2 separate regions of the Mus musculus genome follow, and region 2 is linked to region 1. Evidence: chromatin contacts called from public promoter capture Hi-C data. All regions are on one chromosome and are shown on one strand. The core of a region is the stretch at or near the end of the contact, and the rest is flanking DNA. Distances in the headings are between cores, read along the strand shown.

Evidence for each region. Promoter capture Hi-C pulls out the DNA fragments that hold promoters and counts their contacts.
Region 2: a promoter capture Hi-C map of pre-B cells shows a contact between it and region 1. The contact joins the promoter of Rpl39 here to the promoter of Dock11 in region 1. A contact is called at or near these places in 2 of 39 promoter capture datasets (cranial neural crest and pre-B cells).

The regions. Positions count from the first base shown.
Region 1 is chrX:35,887,373-35,890,234 of GRCm38.p6, reverse strand. Dock11 (dedicator of cytokinesis 11) reads right to left here and starts at 1,403. Exons shown (of 53, transcript NM_001009947.3): 1 at 1,203-1,403. The coding sequence starts at 1,304.
Region 2 is chrX:37,083,701-37,086,562 of GRCm38.p6, reverse strand. It overlaps Rpl39 (ribosomal protein L39), which reads left to right and starts at 1,341. Exons shown (of 3, transcript NM_026055.2): 1 at 1,341-1,438; 2 at 2,475-2,578. The coding sequence starts at 1,436.

The DNA.
Region 1 (2,862 bases), core at 154-2,653:
CTAACAAAAAGCTCTCTCTTAAGTGCGGAGATTTAAACACAGCGAATGACATGAAATAATATAGGAGTGGAAAGAGACAAAAGCCAGCAAATCTCCTGCAAAACAAAGTAACAAAAAAGCACGCTAATGATTTAGTCCCACTGCTTATTTAAGGTTTGGTCCCTAGTCCAAAAAATTGGCAATGGGAGCCTTTAAAAGCAAAGGAGCAAGTGCCCCTTACCATCCAAGGCTTCCCTCCAGATTTAGACCATCTGAACAGGACTGATGAGGGTGCGCTGGCGTGCGGGGGAGGGGTGGTTCCCCGAGGGGGGTGTCAGAACACTCTCCAATCCCCATCCCCCAGCTCTACCCGCCGCCAAGACATCCCCAATAGTCTACGTAGGCGTCTGGTTCTAGGGTCTTCATCCTTACACAGCAACATCCAGTCCTTCCCACATCCTCTTGCCTCCAATCGCTCACAAGTCTTAAGAACCATCCTCTCCCAGAGGATACAGACTCAAAACCCACTCAGGCGCAGACCCACCCCCGTTGTTTCCAATCCTCTCCCTCTGTCTTAGTTGGCAGTACCCCTCAACACCCATCACCACCCTCCCTCTCCCCAGTAGCAGGAGGAAGTCGCTATGCTTCCTCTGTCCACATCGCCCGCCAGAGCTTGGGCGCCCTGGGCTTTTGGGTGGGGTTTTTTGTGTGTGTAAGTGAGTGTGTGTGTGTGCGCGCGTGTACCCGATGTGTATCCGCACTCAAGTATATCTGTGCTCATCGCATCCTTCCGCCTAGGCTGCCCCAGGTGCCCTCTTAAAGGGATCCGGATCTCCTCGTGCCCTAATCTCCAGCTCTTTGTGCGGGGGTCCGGGGGAGCGGGAGGTGCGATCTGAAGCTTTCAGCCGCCCCCGCTGGGGTGGAGACCCACTCTCCGGCCGCAGCTCTGTGAAACCCGCTGTGCCATTCAGCTTCCAGCCCAGCGCAAGCTGGTGGGGTAGCCAGAGCGCTGTCCCGTGGCGCCTGAGACTCCCACCCCCAGGCAGCCGGTTGCCAGAGCGAAAACTTAAGTAGAACAGAGGAAAAAGAGAGCTCCTAGCGCTCGACCGCAGCTGCGCCCATCCTGCCCGTGGTCTCCAGCGCGCGCGCGGGAAGCCACCGCGCTGCTCCCGGTGTGAGCGAACCCCCCCCCCCCCGGGACTCCCCGTCGCTCGACCACTCACCAGCACCACGGAGCCCCGCACGGCCTCCGACACGCTCTGGCGGAGCTCGGCTGCCGTGCCTGGCTTGCTCAGCCGCTTGGTGAATTTGCGCACTTCGGCCATGGCAGAGGTGGCGGGCAGGTCTCGGCGGGAGCGCTCAGTGCCCCGGGCCCGGGCGGCCGCTGCTGCTGCTGCTGCCTGTGTTTACACGCCGACGGGCCGGCCACATCTCAGCTCGCCGCCCCGCGCCCAGCTCCCGCGGCTCCTCCTCCCGCGCGCCGCTCCTCCCTCTTTCCCTCCTTTTTGCTCTAGCTTTTGCAGGCTCTGGGTCCTGCCGGGCGGCGGCGGCTGCTCCCTCTCACCAAGGGCCCCGACCTGAGTGGCCTAAGAAGGAGGGTGTGTCTCCTGGAGGGGGAGGGAGTGCTGGAGGTGGGGGCGAGGGTCACGCGGGAAGAGGGGGAAGTGGCAAGCACCCGGGCTCCGCCCGCAGCTGATGTTGCTGGTGCAGCCGCATCCGGGAGGCGAGATGAGGCTGCTTCTTTTTCCGAGTGTATGGCGCGGGAGGGGGTCAGAGGTGGGTGATGAAATGTCTCCAAGACTAGGGTGTGCTGGGGCCTCCAGAGACCTCTGCCTCCCTTAAGACTTCAGGAGCAGTGAGGCGGTGGGAAAAATCTCACTTGCCCCCAACCTGCAAGCCCCTGGGTCCCAGGCGGCTAGAGGCTGGGAAACAACATGGAAGCAGCATGCTCCTATTGTGTACTCAGCCTGGTTGGGTCTGCCCTATGTCAAAGGAAGGAAGAGCGGGTTTGCTGCAGGAAAGACTTGTCTGGGTCTGTACCCAACCCCCTTCATTTCCCCACCCAGGCATCCACTTCATAGGGCAACCAGGGGACAGGCTTCTAGAAGTGAGTCTTACCCAGGCAGGGATAGCTGGGTGGTGAGAGACCCCAGAGCCTTTGATGAATTGTGTGGTTCTGCAGTGATTCCAGAAGGAGTGGCCCTAGTGCTCACTGGGAAGGCTTTTGGAGGACCTATCAATCCTCTAGCTTTTACCTGTGCTCTGCAACCATCTCACCCTTTCCTTAATTTCCCCAGAACATCTGACTAGGTGTAAAGCATGCATGCTTAGACACAAACAAGGCCTTAATTCTGAAATGAAAGGCCCCACTTCATTTTTTTTTGTTTTGTTTTAAGTTTGAAATGGCCCATCACCAGGGGTCTAATCCTTTTTGAGGATTTCTACCGGTGCCCAAATGGCACTTTCCACACTTCTCAGGCCTTCAAAGAGCACACAGTCACACACCTACACAAGGACTTTGTTATGGAAACAAGAGCATGGGAATGGACTCCAGGAACCCAGAAAAGACCAAGTCTCCTAGCAGCAAGCCCATTTGGCCACCTTCTCATTGATCCTGATAAGGCACAGATGGAGGGTTCCTCCAGGACCTGGGACATGGAAGGGCTCTAAGGGACAGGCATTATCCTGCATGTTGACCTCACTCTGTGTGTGTGTGTGTGTGTGTGTGTGTGTGTGTGTGTGTGTGTTGGGGGTCGGGGTGGAAACTGTTACCTGCAGGTGGATCAGCACAAATTCATGCTATGTGTTCAATGAATGGTGAATATTTGTGTGTCTGGCTCCTAGTTGTTGACCTCCAGAATACTCTAGCATGTTTTCCCTTGC
Region 2 (2,862 bases), core at 92-2,591, 1.2 Mb before region 1:
CACAGCAGTTGAGCAGATGTCAAAGAGAAGTAGTTCTTACCTTCCACCTTTTTGAGACAGGGTTTGCCTTGTTTCTGTTGCTGTGTTAAATACTCCAGGCTAGCTGGCCCTCAATCTTCCAGGACTTTCTCTCCTGTCTCCACCTTCTATTGTGCGGTAGGAATCTTAGGGTTGCAGATACATAGGAGTACTTATTTATTTATTTATTTATTTAGCGACAGGGTCTATATGTAGTAATCCTGACTGGCTGGAAGCTCAGTATATAGACTAGGCTGGCCTTGAGCTCAGAGATATTGATCCTTCTGCTTCAAGTGCTAAGATTAAAAGTGTAGGCCACCACGCCCTGTATCTTCACTTTTTGGGACTTGAACTATAAGTTGGCAGGATTGCGTAACTGGTGCTTTTATCTACTAACGATTCCCCTGGCCCTGGTATATGGGATTTTTACCCCACCGGAGACAGAGTTTCTCTGTGTATCTTTGGCTGTCCTGGAACTCGTGTGAGTAAACCAGGATGGTCTCAAACTCAGAGGTCTGTCTGCCTCCCAAGTGCTGGGATTAAAGGCGTGCACCACCACTTTCCGGCGCCTTTTTTTTTTCTTAAGATTTACATATTTATTTTATTTATATGAGCACACTGTAGTTATTCACTACAGATGGTTGTGAACCACCATGTGGTTGCTGGGAACTGAACTCAGGACCTCGGGAAGAGCAGATGGTGCTCGTAACCGCTGAGCCATCTCTCTAGCTCCGCCTCCCTTTTAATCAAGTATTTTTAGGTACTATTGATAATGGGTCCGTGTGTGTTTACATGGGGACGTGTACCTGTAAATCATAAGTGTAGGTGCCCCTGGAAGTCAGAGACATGTTACCCCCTAGAGCTGGAGGGTTGTAAGCTGCCTGATATGGGTGCTGTGAATGGAACTTGGATTCTCTATAATAGTGAAGTTAGTCATTAAAAGATGTCTGCAGCCCCATCTTCCTCCCTTCCAGGGTGCATCGCCAACCCTAAGCCCCGCCCCTCTCGCAGAAGCGGGGGGAGTTGCAGCTCTGGAAGTGATGTAGGCCTTTTCCCGCCCTCCTCAGAGTTGGTCCCGCCTACTCCGTTTCCAGGTGTTTGCTAAGGGTTTACTTGGTTACTTCTCAAAGGCCACCTACCATGGCCACCAAGGCTGTGGCCCTCAGCACAATGATGATCACCTGCAGGAACAGGCATGGACGCGGAGGCCTCGGAATTACGTTCTCTATAAACCGGTTTGGGTTCCCACGGCCCCATGGGAGCGCAGGGGTGGAGCTAGGGAGGACGCTGCGAGTCATCCATCCCCCCCTAAGCTCCGCCTCTAGCGACTTCTTCTAATCGCGTTCTTCCGGTCCCGGCCTTTCTCTTCTCCATTCCTCCGCCATCGTGCGCGCTATTCTTGATTCGGCTTCTCGCCATGGTAAGACTATCGGCCGCCATCCGTCCCTCAGCGGCTTTCCTGAGGCCACAGACCGCTGTGCCTTTGTGGCAGACATGCGCAGCATTGAGGGCTGGGTGTATTTTTCAGGGTTTTAGTGTTCGTTTTTGGAGCTGGGACACCTATCGGCCTGTGGGCGCGGCATGAAATTATCAAGTCCATTTACCCTTGCAGGATGAGAACGCTCTTCCTGCAGCCTGGCAAGGGGTGCAAAGTATTCTTGTTTCATATAGCCTGGGGCTGACGGTGATCTTCATGATGGGGGGGGGGCAGAACGAGAGGCTTGGGACCACTCTTAGATTGTCCCTGATCGAAGAGCATGAATCGCCATTTGCACAGCGAGATGTCCACAGTAAGGGTTAACAGAACTTTGAGATCCCTTCAGAAGTTAGCGCGTCACTCCTTGGAGGCGTCTGCTAACAGCGCATCAGTCATTGCCTACTGGCAAGATTATGCTTATGGGCGTCTAGGTACAAAGTGGGTTTAGTATCTGAATTTGTTAAATAAAACCTCCAACTGGTCTAGGGGGACGAGTGCGCTTGGCCTTCGTTGCATTTTTTTATGTAATGGTGTTTGCCTACGGAGTGTCTAGGGCTCCGTAATCTTAGGTTAGCCAGCAATGTCACTTGGAGGTAGATAAGACTTACAGAGTACAGTACCTAGTGTCATTGACTTAAAACTGGCCAGGGTTTGCCTAACCTCAAGCCATCCTTGTTCCAGTAAGTCCGTTTCCTCTCCTACTCCAGCTATTCCGTGTTTCATCGCTGGAGCCCAGCAGACAGCCAGTTTATAGGTCAGACAGGACCTGGGCTTAGAAACTTGGTGCTGATTATGAGCCATGTTTAAGCCATTAACTCTTCCTCCAGAGAAGTGATGAGGATAAAGGACTTGGTGGTTCGAGGTCGGGGAGCTTTTCCTGGGTGTATGTTCTGCAGGCCTGATGTTAGTTTGTTGGAATTTGTGACTGAATCAAGAGACTAGGCTGTGGTGTCACTAAGCTGGTTGCATCTCCTCGTAGTCTTCTCACAAGACTTTCCGAATCAAGCGATTCCTGGCCAAGAAACAAAAGCAAAATCGCCCTATTCCTCAGTGGATCCGGATGAAAACTGGTAACAAAATCAGGTAAGCCTTCTCTTGTCCGGCTTGGAAATCGTTATGTTTTAAGTAACTTTGGGCATGGAGATACACAGTTGCAAAGTACGGTCCACCCCAGTCAATTAGTGTGCTGGGGACTCCCTTTTGAAATGTTTTTCCTTTTGTTTGGGTTGGGAGCACGGGGTTGAGAACTGGGAGGAAACACTTCTCCATTCATCAAATGGGTCTTGGGGCTCTAGCTCAGGTCATGAGGCTCCTTGGTAGTGACTAGCTTACTTAGCCCCCGAAATCCCTCCACAAACCTTTTATAA